Linked DNA regions of Hordeum vulgare: region 2 is linked to region 1. Evidence: chromatin contacts called from public Hi-C data. All regions are on one chromosome and are shown on one strand. Each heading gives the region's core, a stretch centred on a gene start, on an enhancer-like site or on the middle of the called end of the contact. The rest is flanking DNA. Distances are from core to core; before and after follow the strand shown. Region 1 overlaps LOC123401266 (a long non-coding RNA gene). Region 2 has its middle 34 kb from the start of LOC123403367.

Region 1 (5,569 bases), core at 1,393-3,892:
TGCATTACGTTGGAGTCTGTTTCTGCAATCTGAGAATCAAGTGCCTGATCATCATCTACAATGTGAGCGGTTACCTGTTCATGCCGTGCTCTGTAGATTCCTGAGTCAATTGCAATATCTTACTACAAACGGCTCTGATCAAATTTTTGGAATGTACACATGTGGATCTCTATTGCAGTTGCCTCACAAGAAATCCTGATTGCATAGCTCTTGCACTATGTTTATGTCGCTAAGTTTTTGTGGTTAGTTTTTTTTTTCTACTGAATACATCAACAGCCTTCCATTTTGCCTTGAATCGGTGAATTCATTTGATGCCAAATACGCAATCGGTGAAGAGTTCTTGCGCTGATAGTAGCCACCAATAGTTGTTATGATGATCTAGAAATTATAGCATTGATTTCCAGGGAATGTAACTACTCTGTTAAAAACTTAAAATGCTTAATAAGAAATGTTGTCAATGTGTGTGCGATCCATGATATTGAAAGACATGGACATCGACTAGCTTGTTCACCCAACTATAGTTTTAATTATCATTTTTAATAGTGTAGGAACATTTGATTCTTCCAGAAAACAAACAACTGTTTGATGGAAGAAAACGAATAATTCTATTTCTGTTTTTCTGTCTTACATCAGGAATGTTTCATTCTATTTGATTCAGAAATAGTTACTGAAATCTGGACATTATTTCACACGTTTCTTGGAACATACAGATTAGTTAACAAAGAAAAATGATGTGGCGAAGATCTTCCTAAAGGAAATCAAGACGATGAGATAGGAATGGAGATGTAATGTGGTTTGTTGGAGATGCCAAAGGTAGGAGATGAAGGACGGTTGGAAATGGGGATACTGGAGGATAATTGTAGCTTCACTGGAGCCTGGGGCGAGAGGTGGGGGCTGTCTGTCCAGGCCGCAGTGCAGCTGGGCCAAACATCGCTTACAGTTTAAGCTGTAGCCTGTTATGAAGTAAAAGCTGCGGAGGTACAGTTTCGGCCACTATGTGCGGGAAGATGAGAAATCAAGGTACGGGATTTGATGACTCTAATTTTTCTTTTACCCCTTAATAATTCTGTAGATCCCCGTGTATTTATTTGAATCCTGTTTGTTTGACGTAGGATTTATGCTGCACTGATCTATGCCACTATCATCTCCTGTTTGTTATCTACTTCATAGGTTATATATATGATCTTGTTTCCACTTGTGGGTATAGGTATTTTCATTGGACCCTCTGTCATATTTAGGTTGCCTATTTGGCAGTTGGCACTTGCTATTTGCTAATATAGGATGGTAATCACATAATGATAAAATATTAAGTCATACAAAATGATCCGAAATTCAGAAGCTGCCATGTTGTTGTTATTGTTACAAGCTAGCCTATGGTTGGAGAAACAAGCCTGCAATGTGACATTAACACTGCAAGATGGAATGATGGTTTGGAAAATCTAAGCGTGTTGGGGTAGATTTTACCATGGGTGGGTTGTGTCAAAAAGGGAGAAAATCAGCGATAATGACCAAACATTCATAAGATGTGACTTTTCGAATTGGATAAATCACATTCAAATGTTGCGATCTGTAAATTGTGAATTTTAATTGTAATATTTATTAAAGCCAGCACTGATTCACCCAAAGAAAGCGATGTCGGTGGAGACTTTAAATGGTGGACCGCAAACGAACGTGGCAACCTCATCCTACTGTGGTGTCCTCTAGTTGTACTAGAGTCTAGATGAGTCAGCTTGTACCTCTTATGCACTCATCATATCAACAAAAGTTGGTTTTGCTCGAATCAAGTTTATATGTCAGCAAGACCATTTAGCTTAGGAGCTGATACCAGACATAGATTTATTCTGTGAAATTAATCTGACTGTACATTGTCCTGCTGGTATCTGCATTGTTCAGTAGACTCCAAGGTTAATTATGTGTTACTCCCTCCGTTCACAAATATAAGATGTTCTAACTTTTTTTCTAAATCAAATGTATTTAGACACGTTTTAATGTGTTTGGTCATATTGAAATATCCAAAACATTTTATACACCCTCCGTTCCTAAATACAGTATAAGTTTTTTTTAGAGATTTCACTACAGACTACATACGGATGTATATAGACATACTTTCGAGTGTAGATTCACTTATTTTGCTTCGTATATAGTCTCTAGTGGAATTTTTTAAAAGACATACTCCCTCTGTCCGAAATTATTTGTCACAAAAATGGATACAAATGGATACATCCATTTCTATGACAAGTATTTCCGGACGGAGGGAGTATTTGTAAACGGAGGAAGTACTTACTTCTCAGTAATAGTAAAGTTGGTCCCATGGGTCCATACAAGTCAAGGTAGTTTGTAAGTTTATTTGATACATCACGTCCTCCAATTAGTTGTTCCTTGATTCTAGAACAGTGCATGGTCCAGTTAACCAGCAGACCCTCTTGTGAATTACTGCTGATCTGGTCGAATGCCAGAACCCAGCAATTAACCCATATCATAGAATCACGGAGGGGATGGATCGGGCATTCGTGTAGGTCCTGCTAGAAATTATGGTGTGGCGCACTAAACTTGACTTTGACAACTTGTCTGTGCAGTAGCAGCAATTGGCGCATGCATGTAGGTTCCATGGGGCACTCAGCGAGATTCAATCTTCACGTGACATTTAGGCCGACCTTTTATTATGGATCGCTGGTGAGGGGTCCTTCCCATGCTCCTCTTGCCGGTGGTCCTAGCTTGTTGCGGATAGCCGTTCAGTTCCATGTCAAAACGGTCGTCTTCTGAATGCAGGGGGGAAGAATCGTAAAAGTTTCAGGTGTCAACAAATTGTGTCGCTGCGGAAAAGAGGGATCTGACCAAAGCAGCGGCCTTGGTAGGGCAAGGTAATGCTGGCTTCCTTTGCTTAACAGTGCCTCATATTTCAGTGTCAGTTACATCACTTATCCTGCTAGCTCCATTGTTTTCAAGATCTGTCTGGTCAGTCGGCCGGCCACGATCTTACAGGCTACTAGATGCAGGCAGCATAATGCTTTGTTCGCTTATCTTTTTCCTTTGGTGACTACGATGGGAAAAAAGAGTTATCACAACATGACATTGCATCTATTCTCTGGGGAAAAGAGATTGCGTAGGTGTCAAAGGATGTGTGGTTATTCTGTAGCACGAAAAACGTACTGTGCCTGGATGAGTCTGGATTGATCTAACGGCTCCCTGACTAGTAGATTGGTCCCACATAGCCTTCAATGGTCTATCTAAACGCTGGCTGGCCTGCAAGTGCCATCTCAGTCACATCTGCAACACCTCACGCAAGTGGGCGAACCCACCAGTGCGAGGAAGCTATATGTCTATTTCCGGAGTACAAAGCTATTCCAGATACAAAAAATTGTGGAGGATAGACACAACTAGCTTTTGCACTGCCTCATACGTGGTTTAAGATGTTCCTGGTACTGAACACGAGATGCATGCATCATTGTTTCACAACAGTGCTCGTTACATAGATTCTGATTAAATGGGACTGTGATTTGTTTTGCTGTAGGATAGCTGCATCAAGGCATGCCGTGTCGTCTAATATAAGCTTGACTTGTCACGTCCTTCCTGCTTTCCTAATTGTTTAACTCTTGCTACTGATGCGTCCATATTACACTGTTGCATAATGAGTTCAAGCAAGTAGGCTCCATTTGGCATTGTAGCAGAGTTGATGGATAGTTACAGAATTTCCTTCACAGAACCTTGTGAGGTTTTCATAGTGCAAATGGTTAATGTATGGTTGCATTGTCATAACTATTCTGGAACGCACCATAGGCGCTGGTGGGTGCAAGCTGTTGATACCTGCTGTGGTTGGAAGAGATCTGCAGTTGGAACCACAAATAAAAATAATTTATTACACAGTGTGTGATTTTAGAGGAAAATTCAACTTTGCGTGTAAATTGATCAAAACTCTCAACAGTGCCCTTAATCTTCACGTTTTATTCAGTTCTACCCAATAATTCTTAGTTGTTGCATTCTTTTGTCAAGCATTAGTTCCGTTCCCAAGTAAAGCTGGAAATGCAGGCTGGGAGTTGTTGATTGCATTACAGCATCTTTTCACGACAAAATGGGTTGTTATGGAGACTTTGGGCTCTTAGCAAAATTTTCTCTTAGGGGCCCGGAAGAATATTTTGCAGTACTGAAATTCCAGAAGTTTGGTATGGTTTACCATTTTAAAGGAGCTGTATATAGAGCTTCTAAGTGAGTAGAATCAGTGTAAATAATAATATTCCTGTAAAAGCTGGAAAGTTAACCAGTTGGATTTTTCTTATAGGTGGCTGATATGAAACAAAACCAAACGAAGTTGATGGGCTCCAAATTCCATGTTTTCAGGAATAATTATTTAGTATTTATTATTTAAACTTTTATATGTTTGCTACTACATACTTCAAATTTCTATCTAGATTTATCAAACAATTATGATTTTTTTTCTTTTGATATAATTAGATGTGATATTCGAATTGGTATTATCCTCAATGACCTATAAGGTTCATCGCCAACCACCGATATTTTAATGGTTTAGTCGGGATATTTTCTGAGTTGGCAATTGCATCTCCCAGGTATGTAAATACTTTTGAGATATACTTTGTATTATCTTTTCAGTGTTATCATAAAGTTGTCATACAATATGTTGTTTTGAAATTTCTGCATGAAATGTATGTGGTAAATAAAATCACGAAATATATTTTTGGAAAGAATTACCTTGGATGCTTGAGCTTCTATGTTAGCTCAGTGACTATTTTAAAAGGGCATAAACTGAATATATTTTAAACAATCAGGTGAGGCTAGTTTCCCTCTCTTTTTTACAACACAAGGCTGCTGTCATCATCATTATCATCATGTTTGTCTATGGAAAAATAGTGTAGTTGAGACTAAGTGAAAACTGCAAGCTCTCAAAGTAAATACAATAACCAAAAACCTCGTATGAAGGAAAATAATCAAGATGGAGTACTAGCTATTTAAAATTTACAATCGAGATGCAGTACAGACGAGATGTGATCGAACTCAGGGTTGTTAGCTGAGAACCTAAGATGAGTAAACTGAGCTATACTATGCTGAGATGTCAGGCTACTATATATACTTGTTTGCTTAAGTATATATACTGTATAAGATATTGAGTACAGATAAGATATACGATCCTAGTACCTGGGATCTGTCGGTGTCATTTATAGCTACTACTGTTCATAACGAAATCCAAAACCCAAACCAGAGAAAAGTTGACACGTGCTTGTACTTCCAAATATCCAATCTAAATCACTGCTGTATCCAAGTGACATGTTCCTTTCGATGCACATGAGAGAAGATTCCTCGAAAGTACTCTAGGAACAAGAGAAAATCTGTGTACCTTGGAGCTAGTATATTCAGATGAGGTGTGATCTTCAAGTCAAGTTACCTGTCGTACTCCACACTTGGTACTACTCAATTATTCAGGTTTAGTAGTGTTAAATTGAAGCTTTTAGAATCTAGGCTCTGTTTTGTTCATATACTCCCTCCCTACCAAATTACACTACATATTAGATTTTTTTCAATATCAAACTTTGTAAACTCTGACCAAGTTTATGGAAAA
Region 2 (5,742 bases), core at 2,497-4,996, 420 kb after region 1:
TAAAACTAAAACGCATCTAGATACATTCATTTCTTCGACAAGTATTTCGGAACGGTGGGAGTACTACCTACGAAATAAGGCAAAAATGTTTTAAATAGTCCCATATTGTTCCTTTACATAAGGTCGTGTCAATTTATATACGTGTGAAACTATATGTATGCATTAAGCTAGACGAAGTATAGATGGATTGGTACGCGAGCTAGCTGAAAAAAGACCCCAAATTCCTTAAATATGAAAATAACTCCGCTACGTGAGGTAGATGGATGGATTGCTACGTAAAATGGCTAGAAAGGATGTTTGTGTTCATGTTTTCAATTTAGAACCCCATGGAAGTGAATAGAAAAAAGAAAAATACCCATGTGATACGCCTTCATTTACCTATTTCAAGATTGGTTGATGTTCAATGAAGGGAAATTTGTCATTCATTCTTTCTTTTGAAATTGTATATTTTTTTATTATGAACTAATTGTATCTTTTTGTTCTTATCGATCTTTCTTGCCTAGTGACTAAGGATTTTTGCACTTGTTGTGTCTATAAAAGATTTTCTTATAAATCACTAACAGAAGTGTCAGAGGGATTCACTTTCGATAAGAATCCAAAAGCAAGTTCCCTACACTGCCTTCTTTCCCTCTTCTATTTTTGTCGATACCGTCCAACTATCCTTATATTGGGACATCGTCATACTTCTTGTTAGGGACAATAGTTCCTATACTTAACTAACCTCTGTGCGCAATCACTATTTGACACGTCATTCTTTCAGCTTTTCGTTCTTGACGACTCTGTCTCACGGAGCCTGACCTTGAACTACTTTTTGCAACACAAGCCACTATCTTTACTTTCCCTTAGCAATGGTATCTAACTATCAATTCATAAGAGTCAAGTGGGTGTGTCCACCCCATCTGTCGACGGGTCCATATATCGGATATGGGAAACAAGCAATACTCGTCGCAATTCCTTAATGAAAAAAAACTATCTTCTATTGAAAGATTGTCCTTTCGTCGCTTGTTATTGTGATATCAATGGAAGAAAGTTGGATACTGACTTCTTCCCAAGAGCTCTATCAACCCTGAATTCCTTAGCCATGCGACTTTTCCTTAATTTCCTAATGTTGCTGGCCCTAGCTAGTGGTGAGACGGGGCATATACTATTCTCGGTCTTATAACAAAGAGGTTGCATGCCATAAATCCCCATGATCAATGAATGTAAAAATAGCGGAGTAGAATTAACTTCGGTTTATACCATATCGATGGTCTATACATGAAAAAAGAAGATCCACCTTACTTTCATATTATGAAACTTCAAACCTTGAAATCATATCGAATGAATGGAAGAATTGATTGAATTCGCTGGCCTTCCCTTGGCATGCGATGACTTAACAAACCCTTTAAAGTTTAAACCCCCTAGGTCAATGAACGGAAAAACAGTGCATTGATTACTTTATATATGACAAAACCCATAACCTAAATGTTAATTACTGACATGCACACAGGCTTATGTTTGCACATATAATTCTCGCTAAATTTAGATGCACACTATGTTTTCTTCTATTGCAGTGCACGAGCATACATGCTAGTCGCATCTTAACCTGAGATTTACTCCTACAAGAAGACAAAGGAAACCAAATATAACCAATCATGCAATCATCAAGTGTGAAAACTGAAAATATGTGATGATATGAAACAAAACAAAATCAGACATCACACCTGAATAGTGTCACATGTATGAATATGTTTTAAAATTCAAAATATTATGATCCCAAACAAAATCCGAGATCACACCTGAATAATATCACTATATGGGTACGCGCCGTGCAGTTTCAGGTTGGTAAAGTTTCCTTTTTGTCCCCAACCTTTTCAGGTTGGTAAAGTTGCCTTTTCGTTTTTTTATCTTTTTTGTTTCTATTTTTTGAGTCTTTCAAAAAAATGTTCGGGATAAAAAAATTCTGCATCTCAAGAATGATTCATGAGTTAGAAAATGTTTCTGGGTTATAAAAATTGTTCATGACTTTGAAAACTGTTCCGAGATTTAGAAAAATGTTGACGAATTTTTTAAAAAATATGAATTTAAAAATGTTTCCAAATTTAAAAAATATTTGTGAATTACAAATATAATGTGTTTCAGAAAAACAATTGTTCATGTATTTATAAAAATGTCCGCGAGTTCAAAAAATGTTCATGGTTTCAAAGTTGCTTATGATTTCAAAACAAATTCACATTTCTTTTCCAAAAAATGTTTGTGATTCAACATCTATTCACAAATTTTTAGAAATGTCTGCCAATATTAAAAAGTGTTCACAAATTCAAAAATGGTTGTTATGTAACAAAAAGTTTACAAATTTCAGAAATTGTTCTTCATTTGAAAAATGCTTGCAATTTGAATTTCTTTTGTGTTTTTTGAAAATATTCATGAATTGAAACTTGTCCATGATTTGTAATATTTTTTAAAAGCTGTGATTTTGAAAATAGAAAATGGAATAATAAAAAGTCATAAAATAAAAAGGGAAAACCCATAAAAAGTAAAAGAAAAATGTAGATGAAATAAAATAAATAGCGGTTCATGGAAGGTTCTAGGACTTTGCCAAAACGAGTTGGGAGAAACTCCCATAGAGAGTACGAGTCGCGTGGGTTACGCGATTGATCGATATTCCCCGACCTAAGGGGGGAATAGGAGGGCAGGCCTATGTCTCGCGTGATGCAGGACAGTAGAAGTGTCGCCTCAAGTAAGGGCATGTTCGGATCTCCTCTGGCTTGACAAAACTTCGCAAAACCAGCTTCTCATCATGGATTCTCTCCATGTAGCAACCCTAGATCCGTTCTACTGCATCGACATCTTCACCAGCACTGTAGCCCAGCTGAAAGACTATGCCCTGGTCGGAATAGATTGGACCGGTTGAAGGCATCCCAATTAGACAGCGAACGAGCACCTAACCTATGGGCTGACCCTATATGCAGACGCGTTCACGTGATATAGAGGATATACTCGCTATAAGCGAGATATAGCATTCCTGACCTCCACGAACGAGCAAGCGAGCCAACTGAGCTAGCAAACTAGCACCTAACTTATGATCGACCCTATACGTTGACGCATTCAGATGATATGAATGTCATACTTACTATAAACGAGATATAGCACTCACATGGAATAGAAACTCCCTAAACAACCATTATGTGGGCTCCTACTATCAGCGAGTTAAATAGTCAACAACCCAATATTGTATATTTGTCCACTTTGGCCATCCCTATCCCAGTGTGTACTTTTCCTCACACATCGGATGCCGCGAAGGAGAAAGGAGCCAAACAAATTCATGAAGACGCTAACAGGAGGGCGATCGTGCTCGAGGTGGAGAGCAACGACACCGCGGACACCATTGCAGGTCTCATATCATGCTTCACCATTAGCATTTTGGTTTCACTGGCGCAAACAGTTGCAAACATGTTGTGCTAATCAAATTGGACGCATTTCTAGACAGTCAAAGGCTTTTGACCGGACGAAAAAGGTACGGAGAAGTGTTTTCATAAACGTACACGACAAAAAAGAGCAAAGTTGAGCACTCGGTTTATTTAGGATAAAAGTGGTCACAAATTAAAACCAAAAATAAAATTGTCCCTTGAAAATGCAGGAGGGACATAAGTCATTGCGATGGGACTTATCAATGAAAGTACACGCTCCACAAGATGCGCCATTCTACCCATCAGTGAAGGCCTTTCTCATCGTCGGGGCTATATGTCGCTCGTACTGATTCTTCATGGGAATCGTCTACGGGAGACAGTAGCGGGCTGACCCACTTTGTTGCGCGGGTGCTGGTCCTGCACACATTGGTTCACTCTGTTCTCGCTACAGAATTTGCTCGCTTCAATTTTTTCCTTTCAATTTTTTGTTTTCTCATCCGTTTTTGGTTTTTATATTTTCGTATTATTGTATGCTATGTTTTCTTTCTTTTTCCATGGTTTTTTATTTTTCTTCTTTATACATTGTTTCTTTAATTCTTTCTATTATTTTTTCGGTTTTTCGTTACTATTTTTGTTTGTTTTGTAGTTTTTCATTGGTTTTGTTTTTTCAGTACATGGTTAAAAAAATTCATTCATGCTCTAAATATTTTGTATATATTAAAACATTTGTTTTATACCTGTTTAACATTTTTCAAATATATATGTAATACACTATAAACTAGTTATTTTTATTTCAAATACATGTTAAATATTATTTTCAAATACATGTTGAAACATTTTTTGAATGTTAAAATTACTTCTTAGTTATGTAATCATTTTTAGTACATTGTACTAACATATTTAGAAAATGTTACAAACACATTTTTGGAACCTGGAAGATTTTCTTTAAATGTGACGTACATTTTTTATAAAAATGTCCAGAAGTTTCAAAACTTTGTTCGACACATTTCTCGTACCTATGATTAGCATTTGTTGTACCTATGTGTGACATTTTATGTACATATCATTAATATTTTCTGTTTACATGATTAACATTTGTTTTACATTTTATGTTCATATGTTTCATATACGACAGAGACATTTTCCTCTACAGGCTTAACATTTTTTAAATGCAAGATTAACATTATTTAAGATTAGATTGTACAAACATATTTTTGAATCAAACACAGTTTTGAAATTGGTGAACATTTCCTAAAATATAATGTAGATTTTTTGAATTACACAACATTCTTTTGCAATGTATAAACATTTGTCATACACATGATTACCATTTTTCATTCACATCAACATTTTCACTTTTTTATTCACATTGTATATATAACATATACATAAAAACATTTTTATACACGTTAACATTTTTAAAATATGTAAAGTATTTTTAAATATTTACTTAGACTTTTAGAAAAAAGGAAAATAAATGTGAATAAAAAGCAACATGACGTTACCAAATGAACCGTGTCTATCAATAGGCCTCGTAGAGGGTGGCACATAGACTCGCCCCTTTCTCCCTCGCACATCGGCCATCGAGGTTGTCAGTCTTCATTTTTTTCTTTTAAGAATTAATGAAATCACTAGCTAATGAGTATTCCTTTCATAGATCATTTTCATCTTCTCAGGCCGCGACAACTGACGTGTTGCATATGAACCACTTGTTGTAATCTGGAAGTCTTTTCTTAATCTGTTTATTCAAAATGTTTTATCTTTAAAACCATGCATTCAAATTCTGAATCATTTTCATCGTTGGATTTCTCGCGTCGAGATCTTCAAAACTAAATAGCGTGTTGATAGATTTTGCTGAATTTTTTTATGAAAAAAAACGGACAAAAAAGCAAAACGAGGGCACTTTTTTCCTTTTCGAAAAGCTATTTCACATAGGCATGACAATGCCTCTTCGCAAAGCAAATCGGTGGCTCCCGCTGAATCAAAACCGTGTCTTTCACGGGAAAATAGAAAAAAAAACACATCTTTTCGTTTTCGAGAGAATTAAAACCGTGTCTTTCACAGAAAAAAAAGCACGTTTTTTCGTTTTCGAGAGCATGGCCGTACCTCTCGCGAAAGCAAAACCGTGGCTCTCACGAAAGCAAAACCGTGTCTCATATGAAAGAAAAAATAAATAGAATATATGTTTTTTTGATTTCCGAAAGGCACGGGCATGCCTCTCGTTAAAGTAAAATCGTTGTTAAGGCATATTTCTCCCTAAATAGTTTTGGTGATTGATGACAATGTGTGTGCGGACTAATCGCGTGCATTGAGAATTTCAGATAATTCATGACTAGGCACAAGACGATTCGGT

The links. Hi-C and Micro-C count contacts between places; a contact is called where the count stands out from the background.
Region 2: a contact with region 1 is called in a Hi-C map of seedling, with 3 times the contacts expected there. The contact joins two enhancer-like sites. A contact is called at or near these places in 2 of 6 Hi-C or Micro-C datasets (leaf and seedling).

Annotation. Positions count from the first base shown.
Region 1 is chr6H:114,545,704-114,551,272 of MorexV3_pseudomolecules_assembly, forward strand. LOC123401266 (a long non-coding RNA gene) reads left to right here. Exons shown (of 11, transcript XR_006611063.1): 2 at 711-1,020; 3 at 2,577-2,673; 4 at 2,770-2,861; 5 at 4,450-4,562. Among protein-coding and RNA genes, the nearest start is that of LOC123401266, 3.3 kb to the left of the region's middle. Within about 2 kb of position 2,643, at least 3 of the 3 cell types and tissues checked have open chromatin away from gene starts, as enhancers often do. A contact at or near this core is called in leaf and seedling, where this site is marked.
Region 2 is chr6H:114,969,520-114,975,261 of MorexV3_pseudomolecules_assembly, forward strand. No RefSeq gene overlaps it. Among protein-coding and RNA genes, the nearest start is that of LOC123403367, 34 kb to the right of the region's middle. Within about 2 kb of position 3,747, at least 3 of the 3 cell types and tissues checked have open chromatin away from gene starts, as enhancers often do. A contact at or near this core is called in leaf and seedling, where this site is marked.